Regions from separate parts of the Mus musculus genome. Here all the other regions are linked to region 4. A link is a contact called in public ChIA-PET, HiChIP or PLAC-seq and promoter capture Hi-C data. All regions are on one chromosome and are shown on one strand. Each heading gives the region's core, a stretch centred on a gene start, on an enhancer-like site or on the middle of the called end of the contact. The rest is flanking DNA. Distances are from core to core; before and after follow the strand shown. Region 1 holds the start of Anxa11 (annexin A11). Region 2 has its middle 73 kb from the start of Gm34848. Region 3 overlaps Gm52095 (a long non-coding RNA gene). Region 4 holds the start of Pde12 (phosphodiesterase 12). Region 5 holds the start of Ccdc66 (coiled-coil domain containing 66). Region 6 holds the start of Arhgef3 (Rho guanine nucleotide exchange factor (GEF) 3).

Evidence for each region. Promoter capture Hi-C pulls out the DNA fragments that hold promoters and counts their contacts. ChIA-PET counts read pairs in DNA pulled down with a chosen protein or histone mark. HiChIP or PLAC-seq counts read pairs in DNA pulled down with a chosen protein or histone mark.
Region 1: a contact with region 4 is called in a promoter capture Hi-C map of embryonic stem cells, with 2.5 times the contacts expected there. The contact joins the promoter of Anxa11 here to the promoter of Pde12 in region 4. A contact is called at or near these places in 1 of 39 promoter capture datasets (embryonic stem cells) and 1 of 9 other capture datasets (adipose tissue).
Region 2: a contact with region 4 is called in an RNA polymerase II ChIA-PET map of memory CD8 T cells, with 5 read pairs. The contact joins the enhancer-like site here to the promoter of Pde12 in region 4. A contact is called at or near these places in 2 of 39 promoter capture datasets (the 3T3-L1 cell line and hippocampal neurons), 2 of 484 Hi-C or Micro-C datasets (both in cortical neurons) and 3 of 115 datasets of contacts at active chromatin or transcription factors (bone marrow-derived macrophages, large pre-B cells and memory CD8 T cells).
Region 3: a contact with region 4 is called in an H3K4me3 HiChIP or PLAC-seq map of bone marrow-derived macrophages, with 7 times the contacts expected there. The contact joins the enhancer-like site here to the promoter of Pde12 in region 4. A contact is called at or near these places in 4 of 39 promoter capture datasets (the 3T3-L1 cell line, hippocampal neurons, liver and 1 more), 1 of 484 Hi-C or Micro-C datasets (cortical neurons), 4 of 115 datasets of contacts at active chromatin or transcription factors (bone marrow-derived macrophages, large pre-B cells, memory CD8 T cells and 1 more) and 1 of 9 other capture datasets (adipose tissue).
Region 5: an RNA polymerase II ChIA-PET map of memory CD8 T cells shows a contact between it and region 4, with 27 read pairs. The contact joins the promoter of Ccdc66 here to the promoter of Pde12 in region 4. A contact is called at or near these places in 3 of 39 promoter capture datasets (cranial neural crest, liver and pre-B cells), 1 of 484 Hi-C or Micro-C datasets (muscle stem cells), 1 of 115 datasets of contacts at active chromatin or transcription factors (memory CD8 T cells) and 1 of 9 other capture datasets (adipose tissue).
Region 6: a contact with region 4 is called in an RNA polymerase II ChIA-PET map of memory CD8 T cells, with 37 read pairs. The contact joins the promoter of Arhgef3 here to the promoter of Pde12 in region 4. A contact is called at or near these places in 2 of 115 datasets of contacts at active chromatin or transcription factors (bone marrow-derived macrophages and memory CD8 T cells).

The regions. Positions count from the first base shown.
Region 1 is chr14:25,840,360-25,843,434 of GRCm38.p6, forward strand. Anxa11 (annexin A11) reads left to right here and starts at 1,796. Exons shown (of 15, transcript NM_013469.2): 1 at 1,796-1,936.
Region 2 is chr14:27,191,327-27,194,491 of GRCm38.p6, forward strand. It overlaps a transcript of Arhgef3 not described here. Among named protein-coding and RNA genes, the nearest start is that of Gm34848, 73 kb to the right of the region's middle. Within about 2 kb of position 1,360, at least 20 of the 459 cell types and tissues checked have an H3K27ac peak or open chromatin away from gene starts, as enhancers often do. A contact at or near this core is called in memory CD8 T cells, where this site is marked.
Region 3 is chr14:27,404,034-27,407,110 of GRCm38.p6, forward strand. It overlaps Gm52095 (a long non-coding RNA gene), which reads right to left. Exons shown (of 4, transcript XR_003951011.1): 4 at 1,849-2,129. Among named protein-coding and RNA genes, the nearest start is that of Gm34702, 5.3 kb to the left of the region's middle. Within about 2 kb of position 1,593, at least 103 of the 459 cell types and tissues checked have an H3K27ac peak or open chromatin away from gene starts, as enhancers often do. A contact at or near this core is called in adipose tissue, bone marrow-derived macrophages, liver and 3 more, where this site is marked.
Region 4 is chr14:26,668,191-26,671,398 of GRCm38.p6, forward strand. Pde12 (phosphodiesterase 12) reads right to left here and starts at 1,656. Exons shown (of 3, transcript NM_178668.3): 1 at 58-1,656. The coding sequence starts at 1,362. It overlaps Mir7672 (microRNA 7672), which reads right to left and starts at 1,418; the gene lies at 1,357-1,418.
Region 5 is chr14:27,506,929-27,510,353 of GRCm38.p6, forward strand. Ccdc66 (coiled-coil domain containing 66) reads right to left here and starts at 1,532. Exons shown (of 18, transcript NM_177111.3): 1 at 1,494-1,532. The coding sequence starts at 1,504.
Region 6 is chr14:27,334,724-27,337,967 of GRCm38.p6, forward strand. It overlaps Arhgef3 (Rho guanine nucleotide exchange factor (GEF) 3), which reads left to right and starts at 1,314. Exons shown (of 10, transcript NM_001289687.1): 1 at 1,314-1,546. The coding sequence starts at 1,454.

The sequences.
Region 1 (3,075 bases), core at 546-3,045, 830 kb before region 4:
TATCTATTTATTAAATGTTCTGCCTGCCTACAAGTCAGGAGAGGGCACTAGTCCTCATTACAAATGCTTGTGAGCCACCATGTGGTTGCTGGGAATTGAACTCATGACCTCTGGAAGAGCAGACAGTGCTCTTAACCTCTGAGCCATCTCTCCAGCCTGGAGGTTTTCTATGTGATGTTTTGTGTTAGGTTTCAAACCCTGGACCCTCAGAATTCCTCAGTCCTTACCTTACAGCCTGTGGCTGGCATACCCTGCCTTACCTTACAGCCTGTGGCTGGCATACCCTGCCTTACCTTACAGCCTGTGGCTGGCATAACCTGCCTTCTACCCACAACTCTGCAGGCCACGGTACAGGGCTGCTTTTCTCTACATAATATAATGATTTTAGTTACCCCTCCCCCTTTATTTTGTACCTTTAGCTTCTAGCTGCTGTACCTGGTTCTCCTCTCTCACCCATCTCCTTTCCCCTCCCCACTCTCCTCACAAGGCTCTGGGTCATGACCATTCTGGATTCTCCCAGATGTGTCTGCCTTTGACTATGTCTCTTTTTTCTCTACAATAAACCTTCTCCTTCACCATACCTAGGAGTAATCATGTTCCTCTGCTATTTATTTATTTATTTATTTATTTATTTATTTATTCATTCACTCTGAAACCTTAAGCCTGAGTTTCCCGCTGTGAGGCAGTAGCCTGGCAGGCTAGCTCATTCCGATCTGCTGGAGCAAGCAGACCACACCTGCCAACCAGGCTTCTTCCGGCTCTTACAGTCCACTGGGCTCCTAAAATGCAAATGACAAATGGCTTGTTTGCAAATCAAAAGTGGGCCATGAAAGAAGTGTACCCCAGGTGGGAGCTAGATAGTGAAGAATCCGTAAGGGGTGGGGGGAGATCCTGTGCAGTCTTCCGAAGAACCTGGTTGGTCCTGGGGCGTCAGTTGAAAGGACACTCGAATATAAAGTGAGGGGAAAAAAAAATACTGCAATCCTGTTTTATAAACAAATACATTTGCTTAAGCACAGCAAGCAACACAAACGTAGAAGTGTGTTGAACATCTGGAAGGAGGTGCCTAAATGTGAGCTGGGGAGAGTAAGAGACTTAATTTTTATTTTTAAATGTTACACAATCATACTCACTATACTACCTTTTTCTAAATAAACAACCAACGTGGGTCTTCTCCTGTTATTAACATATTAGTATTTTTGCTACAATAGATGTACCAATATTGATGCATTGTTATTAAATCTATATATGGTCCAGATGTCATTGTTTTTTTTAACTTAGTGTCCTTTTCCCAGGATCCCATCCAAGATGTCACATTACTTAGTTTTCATATCTCCATGTGACAGCTTCTCAGACTCCTCTTGTTTTGACAACCTTGAGAGTTTTGGACAGTCCTGAGTTCCTCAATTGGGGCTTGTCTGATATTTCTGCACGATTACTATGGGGTCATGTGTCTCCAGGAGGAAGACACCACACGACAGAAGATCAATATAAATTACCACTGCTGATGTTGGCCCTGGTCACTGGTTGAGGTGGTAATTTTTTCCATTGTGAAGTTTCCTCCTGCCGTACACAGTGACTGTTTTAAGTTTTTTTTCGCTGTCAAACTCCTGAAAATAAACACCCGCGAGAATGTCCTCTCATCCTGAGGTCTAGAGCGGCTTTGCTCCGGAAAGCTCGGGGCTTCCTACAAAGCTACCACTGAAGCGCAACCCTCACCTGTGGGCGTGGTCCCACGCACCCCGCCCCTCCAGAGAGGCTCCGCCCATCTCGTGCGGCTCCGCCCCGGGGCGACAAACGCGGCCGCGCCCGGAGAGTTTTCCGCCTTGCCGGCTCCTCCTTCGACCGTGCGCAGACACTCTCGGGTTAGGATCCAGGAAAGCGGGAGTAGGAAGGAGTTGCTATCCGAGCTCAGTGTCCCGGTCCCTGGTGCCAGGTGCGTGAGGGTCCCGGCGGGCGGCTTCCGCATGAGGGGTATTCGCGCGTGGCGTGGGGTGCAATGTTCCCCCGAGGACAAGGCCCGGAGTTGAACGGGGTCAGGGCAGGTGAGCCTGGGACCGCAGGGTCCCAGGGTGTGCGAACTTGGGGGTGACTGAGGTCTTACCTCAGTGCGCTTCCGGGAGAAGCTTGAGCGGAGCCCAGCGGGCCGAGAAAGCTGTCTTTGGGAACTTTGCTCCGGAACTGCAGGGCGCGGGTTCCTGGACCTGCCACCCTGGGTTTATATAAGGCAGGCTCCTAAGCGGTCCAGAGAATGCACGATTGTGCCAGATGCCGTGTTGCCTGCCTGTCTTCCTTACCGCGTATCCAGCTAGGATCCCTCTGCCCCTGCCCCCGCTTCTCGTTCCAGAGTCTTCAAGAACGCTTGCTTGAGCTTGGCAACCCGGACGTCCCGTGGGCTCAGGCCAGTCTCCTAAAGGCGTACAAGGTGTCAAACAAATCTGGGGGAGAATAGCTAAACTCATGCTGGGCACATTCTCTTTAGAGATTTTTCTCCCCGCCGGCTAATCAGTGGGCGTCCTTGGAGATTGGGTTTCCCAGACCCTACACCTAGAGTGTCAGCCTACCTGTCTGATCCCTTTACAGGATTCAACTAGCTTGCTCCCTGCTTGCTCCGAGGCTGCCTTGCCCCGAGGCTGCCTTATTGCGGAAGAAAGCTACAAATGCGGCCCTGGGTTGGGCTGTTCAACTTTGTTGATGGCGGTGTGTGTCATTGTCGAAAGGATGACTAGACTTGGACCCAGATCCTTGCGGGGAAGGGCCAGGTGTCTTGCTCACCCTCAGCCTGCTCCCATTATTCTCCTTCATTATTTTCTTGCTTCCGTCAGTTGTTGGGAATTCCTGGAGGATTAACAGGGCTGTTCCCCCAAGGCTTTGTCTGTTCTCGGGATTCTCTAGCTGGGGAAGCAAGGTGAGCTCACCCACACAGTCTGTTGCTCTAAGACAGGTGTCCACTTCGGATTCCTCCATCCCTTCCTGATACCTCATTAATTTCTGCACTGTAAAATGAGGGTAATTATAATTCTTATTTCATAGACTCACTGTGAGGATTGTGTGAGTTAATTTGTTGTCTTGTTA
Region 2 (3,165 bases), core at 110-2,609, 520 kb after region 4:
CAGGGCCAGCTGCCCTGTGCTTCCTGTGTTTTGATCTTGAGATCACTCTAAGAGCCAGGTTGGGCTTACTCTTTCCTGTATAGGTCTTTGGCATTTCAAGTCTATAAAAGTCTGCATAAAGGAATAGTATTTACTTAGTTATAGTTTGTGTTGGTGGCTAAAAATGAGCGTCATACAACATACTAATAGTTGTTTTGGAAAATGTTCAAGGGATTAAAAAATTCTACCATTATCAATACTATAATACTTAAGAAAAAGGGAAAAAAATCACATAACCTCCTGAGTTGATTCATTATGTAATGTTATACCCATCCCACCCCCACCCCCCTTTTTAAAGATTTACTTATTTTATGTGCATTGGTGCTTTGCCTGCATGTGTGTTTGTGAGGGTATCAGATTCCCTGGAACTGGAGCTACATACAGTTGTGAGCTGCCATGAGGGTGCTGAGAACTGAACCCAGGACCTCTGGAAGAGAAGCCAGTGCTCTCAACTGCTGAGTCATCTCTCCAACCCCCCCCCCCCCTTTTTTGAGGCCAGGCTTTATGTACTTCATGCTGGCCTTGAACTTGGTATACAGCTAAGAATGATCTTCATGCCTTCTCCCCCTGAGTACTGAGGTTGCAAGGGTGCAGTCATGGGTTTGTTTATACCCTTCCTTTTAATTTAGTTATTTTAATTGAACTGTTTCCTCATGATTCCTCAAACTAGCAGTCAGGCCCTGCCCTTCTGTCTCTGTCCCCACCATCCACTAGTCACTAGTAAGAGGTCCTCTTCTGTAAGGGTCTAGGATCTAGGACAGTGACTCCAGAGGTCCCTGTCCTAGGGGGTGAGCATCATATTATGGAATCTGAGTGTGAAGAAAGTGACAGGAAAACAGAAGGTTGTGGAGTCTCTGGGTGATGGGCCTGGGGATGTCCCATGGTTGGCAGGTACATGGTGGTCTACAAAACTCATCTATGGTGGGGAGCCAGATTTATATACTATATGGAATTTCTACACAAAAAGAAGCACCGATGAAGGCTTTGGACCTTGGTTCCTCCCATGTGGGTGAGCTGAAGACGTGTGTTCAGGTGTGTGCAGGGACAGTTGTTGAATGAGACCTCCGTGTAAGACATTGAGCCCGACCCTCATCTGAACTGTAGCAGGGTTGTTCCACACATGCAATGGGAGTTCCCACAGGAAACTGGGTGGTTCTTGGCACCCTCCTAGGCTGTTACTGGGGCAGGGTGGTTCAGAGAGGTTTCTTAGAAGCCTTTGTGACCACAGTGGTTGTGAAGGATATTCACAAGGCTTACCGACCCTGAGTGTGATAGGGAACCGGAGGGTACCTAAAGTGAGTGGCTTCAGCAAGGCAGCAGGGGGCAGCAAAGACCCCAGGAACCCACACCCTCCTGGCAAGGTAACTGCTTATCCCCAGCTGACCACAGGTGGGAATGTGAGGTCACCTGTGGGAACGCTGTCCTTGATTGCTAGAGTTTCTAGACCTTTCACCTAAGCTAGACACCTGCTGTCTAAATGGAATTGGCTAGCCTTGGAAATGACCCCCAAAGTATATAAGCTTGAGGGTCGTATAAATCATACTAAGAGTCTGCCATTTCTAACTCGAATGCCGGGCTTAACCTAGAGGCTAAATTGTGATGACTGGTTATTATGTTTATGTTTTCTACTTGGCTTGGTAATAAACATTATCTGTAAGCAGGAGGTAGGGTAAGAGAGAAGAGAGACATTTCTATAACTCAGTAGGCTCCTTGCTGTTAATTCTCACGGATGCCTCTGGGGTTGGGGTGATGGAGCCCGTGGACTGAGGAGGCTGTTAGTAGATTAGCTCAGGGAAGTGGTTAGTGGGCCTGTGTGTAGAATGGAAGGAAAGGGAGGCGTGGCTCTGTAGGCCCTGTCCACTTCCCGGGACCTGGGGGTGCTCTGTGCCCTTTCCCAGTCCATCGTCCAGCCTCTCTGTCTTGGGAGGAAAGGATTGATTTTATCTTACAGCTTGTAGCCCACTACTGAGGGAAGTCAAGGCAGGAAGCTAGAGGAAGGAACAGAGGCAGAGGAAGCAGAGGCCATGGAGGAACACTGCTTGCTAGCTTGCCCTTTCTGGCTTGTTCGGCTTGCTTTCTTATACAACCCAGGTGAGCTGGGCTGTCCCATGCCAATCATAATTCAAGAAGATGTTCCATAAGCCAATCTGGTGGGGGCATCTTCTCAACTGAGATTTCCTTTTTTTCCAAATGATTCTAGCTTGTGTCTAGTTGATAAGAAACTAACGCATACACACTCTCCCCTCCATTCAGTCAGTCAGTCACTCACCAGATGCACTGTTCCAGTCAGTACCTGATCTGGCCTCAGGGACAGAGCAATGAATGAAGCAGAGGAAGTAAAGTCAGGAAAACCCACAAGAAGCTGTGAACAAGGCCTAGCATAGGTCTGCTAGGGCTGAATAACCGGAAAAACAGGCTGTGTGTTGCCTGAGTGTTGTGTGTCGTTTCGTGTTTCTGGATGGTCGCACTCATGCACACCCACCCAGGAGCTATTTTAGATCTGCGAATAGAAAACACACACACACACACACACACACACACACACACACACTCCAGTTATTCTTTAAATGCCTTGGCTAGGCCGGGCGTGGTGGTACACGCCTTTAATCCCAGCACTCGGGAGGCAGAGGCAGGCAGATTTCTGAGTTCGAGGCCAGCCTGGTCTACAAAGTGAGTTCCGTTCCAGGACAGCCAGGGCTACACAGAGAAACCCTGTCTTGAAAAACAAAACAAAACAAAACAAAACAAAACAATGCCTTGGCTAGCTCAATGACTGGCACTCCTAAACCTTCCCCTGCTACCCCAGGCCCAGTCAGGGAAGTGGCCAGAGGTCATTTACCCCAAAAACTCACATGGATGGTTGGCTTTATCTCCTCTGCCATTGTGTCCCTTTCTCCTCTCTCCCAGTCTTCCTGATTCTCCGTGTCCTATCCACACAACTCTCAGTGTCCTGGTCAGTGCTCAGCCATTGGCTACTGACAGCTATTGATAGATCAAAAACCAATAGAGGGCAAGGACCTTCAGCGGCAGTAAACCCAGATTCTCGATTAAATCAAAGTATCAGAACCACACCTACACCTCACCTTTTCTGTCCAATTTAAAAAACAAAAGAACACTTTTTTCTCA
Region 3 (3,077 bases), core at 343-2,842, 740 kb after region 4:
ATAGTGCGACTGATGGAGCAAAGCTGTTACAGAACATACATTTCTGTTTTCTCAAGCATTCTGCTCTGATTTCTTTTACCATGTATACTTAGTGTACACCATTTATTCACTTGTGTGTACTTAGTGTATGTGTGTGTGAGGCATGCACGTAAGTACACAGGTACTGCCACACTTGAGTGGAGGTCTGAAGACAACCTGAGTATTTAGTTCTCTCCTTTCACTGTATGAGTTTTGAGGACGGAACTCAGGTCATCCGGCTTGGCATTAGCAGCAAGCACCTCTCCCCATTTTAGCCATCTTGCCACCCCTCGCCCCTTCACTCACCTTTATCTATGCCCTATACAAAGCTTAGTCAGAGCTGTGACAGAAAAGAAGCATTGCATCTCACTGCGGACACAAGTGACTGACGGTGAACTTGAAGCTAACAGGGGTAGTGGTGCACACCTGTAACTCCAGCCCTTAAGACGCAGAGACAGGAGGATCTCCTGAAGTTCAAGGTCAGCTTACTCTGTATAGCAAGTTCCAGGCCAGCTGGGACTGCATAGTGTGATCATATCTTGAAACAACAAGGAAAAGGAAGGGCGAAGGGAAGTTTCATTTTTAAGTTACGCTGGAATTTTAGTCTGCTTGTTCACTGAAATGGTTTTATTTCTCTGACAGAGTAGGGCTCTTGTTTTGTCTATAGAAAGACGGGACAGGTTAAAGATCTTAGCAAGCATTTCCAACAGCATGTTAGTCCGGTAAGGTTAATGACGAGTTTTGTCTTTATGTGTCTGCCATATCCTTTAACACACTGTCCACTCCTAGATTTGGCACAGCGTTCACATAGATGGTAAGTCCAGTTTTGTTTTTCTCAAGGGAAAAAATATCAAGTTTTCTGTCTGCAATCCCAGCACCGTAGAGGTTGAAGCAAGAGAATTGTTTTAATTTGATGGCTAGCCTGGGCTAGATAGTACCAGGTCAGTCAGCTACATAGTTAAATATCACACACACACACAAAATGAAAAAGAAAGGAAGGAAGGAGCCGGGCGTGGTGACGCACGCTTTTAATCCCAGCACTCGGGAGGCAGAGGCAGGTGGATTTCTGAGTTCGAGGCCAGCCTGGTCTACAGATCGAGTTCCAGGACAGCCAGGGCTACACAGAGAAACCCTGTCTCGAAAAACAAACAAAAAAAGAAAAAAAGAAAGAAGGAAGGAAGGGAGTGAGGAAGGGGAGGAAGGAAGAAAGGAAGGGAGAAAGTGAAAGAAAAAGAAAACCCGTCTGCTTTGTTCTCTGGTCTCCCTTTGCCCATGCTTCAGAGACATTTTGGACAGTCTCCACATTTTGTTTCTAGAGTGGCATTGGCTTGTTGACTCTAGGCGCTGTATCTTTGCTAGAAGGTTAGTTGTTGGTGCTGACATTTTGAGAGTTAGTACAAGTGGCGGCAGGCTACATGGGCTTCAGTCTGCTCTGAGGCTGTTATAGTACATGCAACTAGATGTAATCCTTGTAGTCAAGACACAATGAAAACAGCCGGGGCTGGCAATCTTGTGCAGAATTAGAGTGTGGTTTCAGTTTCTGGCTTGTGGTCACTGCCACTGACTGCTTTAGTTTCCATTGCCAGAAGTCTCCAGCTGCTAAGAATGCAAACTTCGTGGTTGTTACAGGATGCTACAGCCCATCTCGGTGAGCAGCCTGTTCAACTTTATGTTCTCTATGCACCCATTTTTTTTTTTTTTTTTACTTCCCCAAATCTAGAGCACCACCTGGTTCTAGAGAATGGACATGCAGAATTGGAAGACAGTTCCCCAAACCCAGAGCTGTCTATAGGGATCTTAACGTCATCAGGATCAGAAGCCCCACATGAGCAAGGCCACCTTGAGAAGAGGTCACTACCCCTCAAGTCTGTGTAGGCAGACAGTTTTAACAATGTCACTGCTCCTTACATCACACCTTTTTTCTTCAGGAATGTTGGTGGTTCTCCCAGTCAGCAACAGGCCTACCTAGACAGAGCGGTTTATCAAGGGGTAGCCTAGTTTCCTTTGTTGCTGTGATAAATACCATGACCGAAAGCAACTTGGAGAGGAAAGGGTTTATTTCTACTTACAGTTTCAGGTTACAGTCCCATCAAGGAAAGTCAAGGCAGGAACTGAAACAAACCATGGAAGAATGATCTTTACTGGTCCACTCACTGATTTATGCTCAGCCAGCTTTTTCTTTTTCTTTTTAATGTATCTCCCTGCCAAAGGGAATGGTGCCACCCATAGTGGGCTTGGGTCTCCCTGCCCCCCACTAATTATCAGTGAACACAATTTACCATAAACATGGCCACAGGTCAATCTGATCAAAGCTGTTCTTCAATTAAGGTTCCCTTTTCCCATGTGATTCTACATTGTAAAGTTGTTGCATGAGACCCTGTCATAACATACATACATGGTGGGGGGAATATTTGAGATACAGAATGTGATGGGGAAGGGGACCCAAAAGGGTAACAGTATGAATATGACCAAAGTACATTATATTCATGTATGAATACAAGGGAGCAGGGAAGATATTCCATTGGTAAAGTACCTGTCTTGCAAGCATGGAGACTTAATGTGATCCTCAGAATACACTACACTTGCAAGGTGACATGGCATGATCTTGTAGTTCCAGACTGGGAAGATGGAGGAGATAGGGGGATCCTTGGAGCCCACCTAATTGGTTAATCAGAGACTGTGTCAGGGAAGGTGGAGAGTGTGCCCGGGGATGACACCCAGGGTTGTTCTCTGGCCTCCACTTGCACACACACACACACACACACACACACGTATACACATACACCTGTATTTGAAGAAATGTCACAATGAGGGACAGGGAGAGTTGGCTCGGTCTTAAAGGGCTTGCCGTACAAGCATCAGGACTTGAGTTCAGATCCGCAGCATCCATGGAAAATCCTAGCACTCGGGAGGTGAGCATGTGAGAGCATGTGTCTGTACCTCAGCACCTGGGGAGGGGGTTTGCAAATGAGCGGACCCCAAGGGCTCACTTGCCAGCCAGTCTAGCCGACATGTGGAAGTTTAGACCAAATGAGAGGTCCTGCTTTGAAAGTTCAGGT
Region 4 (3,208 bases), core at 406-2,905:
ACTCCGGCAACCCCTAATCCTGGGCGAGTATGAAGAAAACAAGCAGAGCTACTTGACCTGAAGGACAGATGACCTCTGGAGGACCTTCTCCTGTGCTAATGGGTTCAAAGCCAGCTTCTCTAGTAATTCTTTGTGCAGTGGGTCCGACTTGAGGGCTTCTTGAAAAGAGATGTCATGTTGACTAAGGAGCCTGAACTTGGACTTCCGGTAGAAAGTGGCCAGGCCTTCGTGCTGCTTGATTCGGAACACGCCCTCCAGCCCGAAGGCCTCCAGGGCCGGTACCAAGCTGTCGGAGAACACCGCGCGGTCCACCTCCTGCAAACAGATGAGGTCTGCGTTGTAGCCTGTGAGCTCCTTCTGTATGAGATTCTGGCGGTAGTCAAGCTCCAGGGCGTAGGGGGCACAGTACGGGTACAAGACCGTCCGAGAGAACTCAGTCTGGGCGTACGTGTCTGCCAGGATGTTGTAGGAGACAGTGCGGATGAAAGAGTCCTCCGTCACCTTCTTGGTGTACAGATGTCGATGGTCAAAAGTGCAGGTGCCAGGCCCGGCCTCCACCGGGCACAGGCTTTCTAGCTCCCGGCTTGGCCCGAAGCGCTGCCCATTGCCCGGTGTACAGTGAAGCCGGAGCCGGAGCCCGATGTCTGCATTGCACGGGGTGTAGACGCGCTCGTCCACACCGGTCTCGATCCAAGCTGAAGGCTGCGAAGAGTGAGACGAGGACGCGGGGCCGCTGTCCCCAGGTTCTGCCGCCCCGGGTTTGACTTCCTTGTACCAGCGGAACACGGAGCTGGCGGGATCCCCAAATTCCACGCCGAGTTTGGGGCACACAGGGAAGCCAGCCATGATGTAGCGCGGCAACTGCAGCTCCGTGAAGGTGGGCGGGTTGCGCTCCACCTTGTACTTGACGTCGCCGATCTGCAGCACCGCTCCGTCCTGCCAGGCGTCCACATTGAGCACATCCTCGGCCACCGCCTCCTCCCGGTAGTACAGCTTCACCACCGGCTCGCAGGTCGCAACCGGCTCAGGCCCTGTAGCCTCACAGGCCGCGCCACCGCTCGAGTGGGCTCGGTTCTTCCTGCTCTTCTTGGCGGCCGCTACCTTTGCGTGTCCCTTGAGGGCGTTGGTAGCGATCCGGCTGAGGGCCCGGCCCAGAGGCTCGCTCTGGTCCCTCTGCATGTTTTTGTGGCTGCCGTCGGCCAACGCGAAAGACAGGCTGAGCTTGGGCTCCGAGGGCACACAGCGCACCACCGCGCGCTCCATGGCGCGCACCGCCTCGTGAGTCCCTGCCTCGGCCCGGCTGCGCCGCTCCACCACCGACCGGACCCCACGAAGCGCGCTGCGGCCCGGGAGCCTCCACATGAACCTGGCAGCCGACGAGATCAGAGATCCAGAGTCGCCCGCTGTCAAGTCCACCGGGAGGAGCGGCCGTGGCCGGGTACAAGACCCATTCAGACCGTGGACTTCCGGTCGGCGGCAAGCAGAAGCCGGGGTGTGAGCATCAAGCGCGCGGTGTTCCCGACTCGCACTTTCGCCAAGGCCACTTGCCAGCTCCTTCTTGTCTTGACCGCCGGTCTCGAGTTTCGAGCGCCTTGGTGTTTTTATTCAACATGGGTAAAAGGCGAAGAGTGAAGGAAATATAAGAGTGCCCGAGGGAGCTACCAGAACCCGAAGTTTTGTTGAAAGTGTAGGCTGAGGGCGGGAACAATAGGCTTACGGAACCGGAAGTGACTGGGCGGTGCCTCCGGGAAACACTAGGCTTTCTGTCATTTCCAGTTGCTCCGGTTATGGCTGTGTGTAGGCGCCGGCCTCCTCCCCAGGATTGCAACGTCCGCTCTGCACAGTTGGCGGACCTGTTCCCTGGTCTTTCGAGGTGTGGCGGGTCGAGTGAAGCTAAGCACGACAAGTGTGGAGCTTGTGGTAGCTAAGGAGCTCCGAGCCGCCCGCCGGCTTCTTCCACCAGCTTGTGAGCTCTGAGGATACAAAACACAAGATGCATAATGTACTTGAGCCTCGCGCTTTTGTTGTTGTTAGGTTTTGAGGTAGGTTTCCTATCCGCCTTGGAACCCAGGAAGACTGAGTCAAAGCTACACAGCATAGTAAATGATAGAAAAAGTACAGACATGTTTTCGAAAGCTGTTAGTGGTTTAAGTAGTAAAGAGCTTGGAAGACCTTGTCTTTGTAGGGTTGAAAGGTTTAGCAAATAAAATTATAGGACTCAGGTAAAACTTTAAGAACTCTTTAAACGAAGACGCTAAACCCCTCCCCATTTTACTTAATTTGAAGATTAAATTTCGCCGAGAGTTTTATTTCTTAATACGAATGATCTTGGTTTATTTGTAGACCAAAACGAAGTCCTATCTGACTGGAACAGGGAGCCCCGGGAGTACTAGTCTGTAAGAAAGACCCTTCAACTCTACTGAACTCAGATTGTCAGGCCTGGCAGCAACTTTACCCATTGAGCCATTTCGCCAGCCCAGACCTTTTGTTTGCACGGTCTTTTATTTTTCAAGAAGTATTCTGACAATGTCAAATCTCGTGGAAAGCTTGTTTTTAATCCACAAGCTTGAAAGTAATAAGCAAATGCCTTTTTGTTGTTTTTGGTTTTCGAAGCAGGATTTACTTTGTGTATTCCTGAGATCTGCCTGTCTCTGCCTCCTGAGTGCTGGGATTAAAGGCATACACCACCATGCCCAGCTGTAAATGCCACTACTGAAGCTATACTTTTATTAAATTGACTTATAGCCCCATTTGTAATTATATAATTGAAACTTGAGAGATTAAGCAATAGTATGATTTTGATAATACATATTGGAGGGAAAGGACTAGGAACACTTTTATTTTTAATATCAAGAAACACAAACTGGCTGGAGAGATGGCTCAGTGATTAAAAGCACTTGACTGCTCTCCTGAGTTCAATTCTCAGCAACCACAGGGTGGCTCACAACCATTTGTAGTGAGTTCTGATGCCCTCTTTTGGTATATCTGAAGTCAGCAACAGTGTACTCATACAGATAAAATAAAATTTTTTAAAAAAGAAGAAGAAACACAAACTAAGGGTACAGTTCAGTGATAAGAGTACTTGGCTAGCAATTGTGAGGATTTAAGAAGGCCTTAGAGAAAGAAAGTCTGCAAATAGCATAGTTGGTATAGTGTTTGCCATGCAAGAATGAGGATTTAAGTTTGATCCTTAGAACCCAGATGAAAA
Region 5 (3,425 bases), core at 282-2,781, 840 kb after region 4:
CTGGTTGACCAGGCTGGCTTTGAATTCCTGATTCACCTGCCTGAACCTCCCTCAAAGTAGTCTTTAAATTTTAAAATATTGTTTTCAAGGCTGGAGAGACAGCTCAGCAGTGAGGAGCACTGTCTATTCTTGGCAAGCAGAACCAACATTGCAGTTAACAAGTGTCTGTAAAGGCCCCTCGGGTCACCAAGGGCACCAGCACAAGTGGCCCACAGACTTACATGCAGGCACGATACCCATTCACATAAAATTAAAATAAGTATTTAAAAAGTATGTGTATATATGTGTTCATACATACACATTTTTTTTAACCTAAGAGGGAAAAAAATACAAAAGACTTTCTTACAACTTTTCAGTGAGGCCAGCATGTGTCATGTTTAACCTGAAACCTGGTTTTTGTTACTGGTAAGAAATAAAGCAACCCAGTTATTGCAGCATCCTTTAACCTGCAGCTCTATACCAAAAGTCCCATGCTGCTACCAGAACTCCTTAGCCAGGTACAAGACATAGATAAGCTATTTATGCGTTTTTTGTTTTGTTTTGTTTTTAACAATTTCATGACTGACAGATTCCAAGGAGGAATAGACGCGACTGAAAGATGGCTAAAATGGTCACCAATGTGACGGCTGCTTAAATACAGAATTCCACACAACTTGGACTATTTCATATACTACACGATTGCTTTAGTGACTCTATTACTATCTTAATAAATAAACAATAAACTTTGGCTAATATGACACTTTACATGTCAAAAGCGCCACCATAAAGAAACGGTAAACACTACCAGCAAAACTTACGTTGTCTATTAAAGTCAACAAAATTCTGATGGGATTCTACACACAGTATTACACAGTCTTACGGGGGTGGGGTGGGAACGGGGTGGGCGTTATGTGTCTATGAACAGTAATGACGACAACGTCAAAGAGAAAATACCAAACCAAGAAATTAAGGGCGAGCAGGTTGACTAGCAACTTTAAACTCAGAGTTGCTTTGGTAGCGAGAATCAAAGTGCCTGCGTTTGTAAAAGGAAACAATCTGGGAGATATAGGTTGTCAGAGGCCACCCCGTTGCAGGACTACAAACAGCTCATGGGTACGTTAGAAGGCAACCTCTTGAATGAATCTGAAGTTGCTAAGTCTCTATACTACCGCCCCGCAAGCTTACGGGGCAGGCTGCCTCATTGATTTCTAAACTCCCAGAAGAGAACCTAACATTCAGCTTCTGGATGCGCGGTTACGTCTAGGTCTGGTGGCTGGTTTTCCTAAAACGATGAACTTCTGAAGATGAAGACCGCACCCCAGACTCGGTCCAGCCCCAGCTGAGGATGCTCCAGCTCAGTACGGGGCAGCCGTAGCTCCCCGAGCATCTCGCCCTCTGGGGCGCCATCTCCCCTCCGGGGCGCTCCAACACCACGGTCCGCGCTGGACCCGGAACCCCGCCCGCCGCCACGCGCCGGCTGAAAGTTACAGCCCAGCGAGTCCCCGCCGGCTTACCCCAGGTTCATGGCCCCGCCGCCCACCCGCAGCTCGCTCAGGTCACTTGTGTACCCAGCTTGCTGCCGCTGCTCAACAAACGCTATGCTGATTGGTTGCCGGGGGCCAGCCGAGCCAATCACAGTGGGACATGCTGGCGGGTCCGTTCGTTGATGCCGGCCTCCCCGGACTCTAGATCCCTCTCCGGGGGCGTCTGCGGTTTCTTCGTGATCACCGCCAACCTTGGGGAGCCGCCTTGGCTCTAATGGAGGTTTCCAAATAGGCAGAAACAACAGATGTAACCATTCTCTTTTATATTTGGAGGAGAGGTTTATTTAGTTGAAGGACTTGTGACGCCTAGGACACAGAGTATATGTCTCTGTCTCTTCGTGCTTCCCACACCTTACAGGCTGAAGTTCTTTAAATACTGCAGCAACAGTCACAGTGTGGACCAAACTCGTATATCCGTCGTTAGCAGTGCTATCTCTGAGGCACGAAGAGGCAAAAGGACTTGCCTGGGTCACTGACCACTTAACAATTATACTACAGATCTTATATCTAATGTGAATATGTGTATAACCCCAGCTGACGCTTTTAGACTCAGCCCAAAATTCCACTTGTTGCTCTTCCAGAGAATCCCAGTACTCACGTCAGGGGGCTAAGCCTCCTGCAGCTATATCAATCCTGGTGTCAGACTGGAGTCGGGGAGGGCGCACCCTCGGCAGCCTGTTTCAGAGTGAGTTCCAAGACACCACCATCCCTACCCCCATCCCCACCCCCACTAATCCCCACATAAAAATAAACAAATGTCACTTCCATAAAGAAGCTGCTGAGGGTAAAGTGTAAGAAGGCAATGTCAGCCGGGCGTGGTGGCGCACACCTCTAATCCCAGCACTCAGGAAGCAGAGGCAGGCAGATTTCTGAGTTCGAGGCCAGCCTGGTCTAAAAGTGAGTTCCAGGACAGCCAGAGCTATACAGAGAAACCCTGTCTCAAAAGAACCAAATAAATAAATTATTATTATTATTAGTAATAATAATAATAATAAAAGAAGGCAATGTCTACCTCCCTCCTCCTAGGATCCCAATAGTAGAGACATTATTAGGGTCACTTCCGGAGCATGCAGGAGGGTTTTCAGGAGTTTGGGCAATCCGAAAGTAAATGTAAAGTCTGCACTTAGCAAGGCTGGCGACAAGCTCAAGCTCACGGCTGGATGTGATAGCTGGGCATCTGCTCCCCTTGAGTTCCCAGAGCCCACGTGTCATTACAGCAGTATTGGATTTGGTTGGCTGAGAGGGATGCTCAGGAGGGAGTCCCACGAACCTCCCTATCCAGTCCTGCTATCAGGGAGTGCTATCTTATGCAGACAGGCCCATTTAAGCATCCTGAAGATGGTGGTAGCTGGGCTTGGAGGATAGTCTAGTCCTATGCAACAGAAATCCTCAAAGACTGGGCAATTCCCCATCATGCCACACACACCGTTGGAATCCTGTACCAAAGTGAGTGTCAGAGAAACAGTTGATGTCTGGTACACTTCTGTAACCACAGCTGCTGCCACTTAGGAGACAGAGGCTGGGGGTCCTCCATAGTGTGAGGCCAGCCTAGGCTATACAGGTGTGGTGGCTATTCCTAGTTGTCAACTTCTGGAATGAACTACAGTTCAGAAATGGAGGGCACACCTGTGATCCAGATCATGAGGCTAGAAGACACGGGTTTCTGACTCAGATCTTGACTTGGGATGACACATACTTTTGATCCAGATCTTGAGGCATAGCGGCCATGAAAAGCTTAGGCCCAGTTAAGGTAGTATATGCCTTTAATCCCAGAAGAATGAGGCAAGCATATCATTGAGTTCAAGGTCAGCCTGGGACAGAGCAAGTTCCAGATCCAGTTGTGGTGGCACACACCTTTAATTTGGGCCACACTTTCTGCTGGAGGCCTACATAAGGGCATTG
Region 6 (3,244 bases), core at 64-2,563, 670 kb after region 4:
ATTACTAACCTTTTCTATCCCAGATGTTTCTCCTCTGCCACCAGGGAGAGTGTAAGCTTGTCTCAGATTCTTCTAGACATTCAATGTTGTTGACCTCCAAGTATATCTTTATAGAGAATATCAAAAAAAAAAAAAAAAAGAAAAGAAAAGAAAAAAGAGAGAAAGAGAGAAAAAAGAAAGAAAGAACAAAAGAAAAGGACAGAAAAGAAAAGAAAAGAAAGAAAAACTCTTTTGTAGCTGTGTTTTGAACACAAACTGTGTACTGCTTTGTTCCGAATTGTTACACATTGGATACTAGGAATCGAACTCACAGCCTCACACTTGATAACTATTCTCCCAAAGCCCGGCATTCCCAGCCTTTTGCAATTATTTTCCAACTGAGGCCAACATAAAGGAACTCTTTCAGTTTCACACCCATAGACCCTTCTCCTCTCTGATCTCTATGGGGTGGTGTTCTATAATTAGAAAAGCTTACTTAAATACTCTTACTAAAGACTGTTACCATTGTTTTTAGGGTTTTGTTTGTTTTGTTTCGTTTTGTTTTTTGTTTGTTGTTGTTGTTGGGGTTTTGTGTGTGTGTGTGTGTGTGTGTGTGTGTGTTTGGTTTTTTTTTATAGGTTGGTCTGGGCTGCAGCAACGATCTTGTAATTACTTCTTGGGCATTTAAAACGTCAGTGTTTCCCCAGAAAAGATCCCCAAAAGCGTGGTCTTCGCTCTAAGCTGGAAACAGACTGAATCAGTCCAGCGTGGGTGTAGGCTGTAGGTGTAGGGGCCTGTGTGGTGGGGGAGGAGAGGGGATGGTTAGAGGGGACTCCGTTCCTTCCGTACTGCGTGGTGGAAAGTATTTGTCTCTCAGCTTTGGAGCTTGGTTTCACGGTGCTTTTTGAACTGCACTTAAAATGGGTGCATTTTACTGTTTGGACTGCTTTTACCTACTAAAGCTTATTTTTAGTAAAATGTATCCAGGACAGCCAGAGATGTAGAGAAACCCTGCACACGCAGGTTTCCTCCCCTAACCCCTCGGAAAGTGAGAGCCTGGCTTGGGACTTGCCCCCTGCTCTATCAGCGTTTGCCTAGGGTCCTGGTTTCCTTGCTACAAGCTATGTAGCGGTCTGGGGTCTGGCAGCTCCACGCAAGCGTCCCCTGAGGTCCCCAAAGTCTGCAGAACCGCCCCAGCCTCAGGAGGCGTCTGTAAGTTCGCACCTGGCGCTCCTTGGAGGGCGGGGTGGGCCTCTCTAGTCCCGCCTACCCGCCCTCCCTCAGTGGGCATGGCTTAAAGCGGCCCCGCCCTTCCCGGTGGAGCTTAGGCGTCAGGTCCACTCTGCAAGAAGCAGCTGTAGGTGTTCGCATCGCCGTCGCCTGCATCGTGGAGCTCGGGCCCTCTTTTACCCGGGATTTTTGTTGTCGCCTGAAATTAGCGGTGACATCTCAAAGGGCAGGCCCGGCAGCCGCCATGGTGGCCAAGGATTACCCCTTCTACCTCACTGTCAAGAGGGCAAACTGCAGCTTGGAGGCGCCCCTGGGCAGCGGGGTGGCCAAGGACGAGGTAGGACGCGCCCTCCACACACCTGCACCTCCGGGCTTCTCTGCCACCTCACCCTGTGTACCGCTCGCTTTCTCTCCGTCTCCCCCACGTGCTGCGCTTCTCCAGATCGCCCCTTCAAGTGTTCCCTCTCACGCCTTCTCTGTGGGTCCTCTATCGCTGCCCTGCTCCCTGAGCTCGGGAACCGCAGATCTTTGATGCTGCTTCTTTCCTTCCGAGCGACTGGCAGACCGAACCCCAGTCTCTGTCTAGAGCCTGCAAAGGCACCTACCTACCCGCTGCCCTGTTAGGAAGGCCCGGGTGTCGAGAGAGAGCCTCGTAAAGCAATGTCTCCCCGTCCCCGGCCGGGGTTAAGAGAGCTAAGTTCTTGGGGACCGGTTCAGACATTTCACCAGACACACTTGGTTTTGTAGCTGTTTGAGAGCAAGGGCGGGACAGGGCACCTTTACTTGTCACAAGTAACCAATAAAGGAGGTTGGGGGAAGGGTGTCGTTCATTTTGGGTCTGAGCTAAATGAGTAATTGAGGCTCTCCTTCATGACTGCTGAAAACGAGCTAAAACGTTGGTGAATGGGAAGCTGACTTGAAATGCTAGAAACAGTTCCCATTCTGGGAACTTGGGCGCGGGGAGAGGGGCAGTGCCCTTGGGTAATCCAGGGAGTCCTCTCAGTTTGGCTTTCTTAGGCTTTCCTCTCCCACCCCCATGTGTCCTGTCTCTGGCAAATTGCTGACTGCCCTTAGAAGTTGGTTAGGTTCAGTTGGGGGAGAAGACGATTCTCATTCTTTTTCAAGGTTTTAGAGAAGACAGTTAATTGTCTTATCAGACTCCAGTTTTGCTGTGGTGGAGTCCGTAGGACCAGCTCATCATGTCGTCTGTCTGTGTCTGTGTCTGTGTGTGTGTGTGTGTGTGTGTGTGTGTGTGTGTGTGTGTGTGTTCGTTCTCCACTTTCCTCTGCCTCACTCTGAGAGACTCGGGGTGGGCAGTGACGCTGGAGGCAGGTGTGTGTCCCGCCTTGTCACAGCACTGTTGATTCCACCTACACAACACATGTAGGTCTGCTTGGTGTGTGCCCTTGACGCTCTGAATTCTGTATAGGTGTGTTTTGGGGGTTGGTAGCATCAGAGATCCATTTCCTCCAACAAGATTGCCTCCCTTCAACAGGACTCCACCAGATTCTGGTTAGATCCTCCTTTTTGTTTGCTGAGCACAAGATAAGCCTCTGGCCTTTCCGTAGCTAGTTGAATATTTGTAGAGTTTGTAGTCTCAGCAGCTGTGGAAGTGTAGTGGGCTCTCATCTGTTTGGTACCGTCATGGAGTTCAGGTTGATAGAGCCTAGAATGGATATGAGTTTTCAGTAGCAATGGGACTGGTGGCTTCTCCAACTCCTGGGAGGAGATAAAGCATACCTGGTTTGGTTAATACATTAAAGTGGGCCAGAGAAGATAAGAGTGAAAATCGCTGGGAATTCTGACCAGGCTTTTTTTTTTTTTTTCATCTTTTTGTCTTGAGTTTTGGGGTCCTGTGGTAAAGGCTTGAGTGAACCTGTCTGCTTATTCCTTCTTCCCTTGTTAGTCATAGTCTGTAGATATATATGTGCTGTAGCATTTCAGGAACAGTTATGCTAATTTTCCTCACTACTAATAGGATCCACAAAATAAAGTATATCTTATTTTCCCTTTGTGGGGATGTAATTATGTAAAA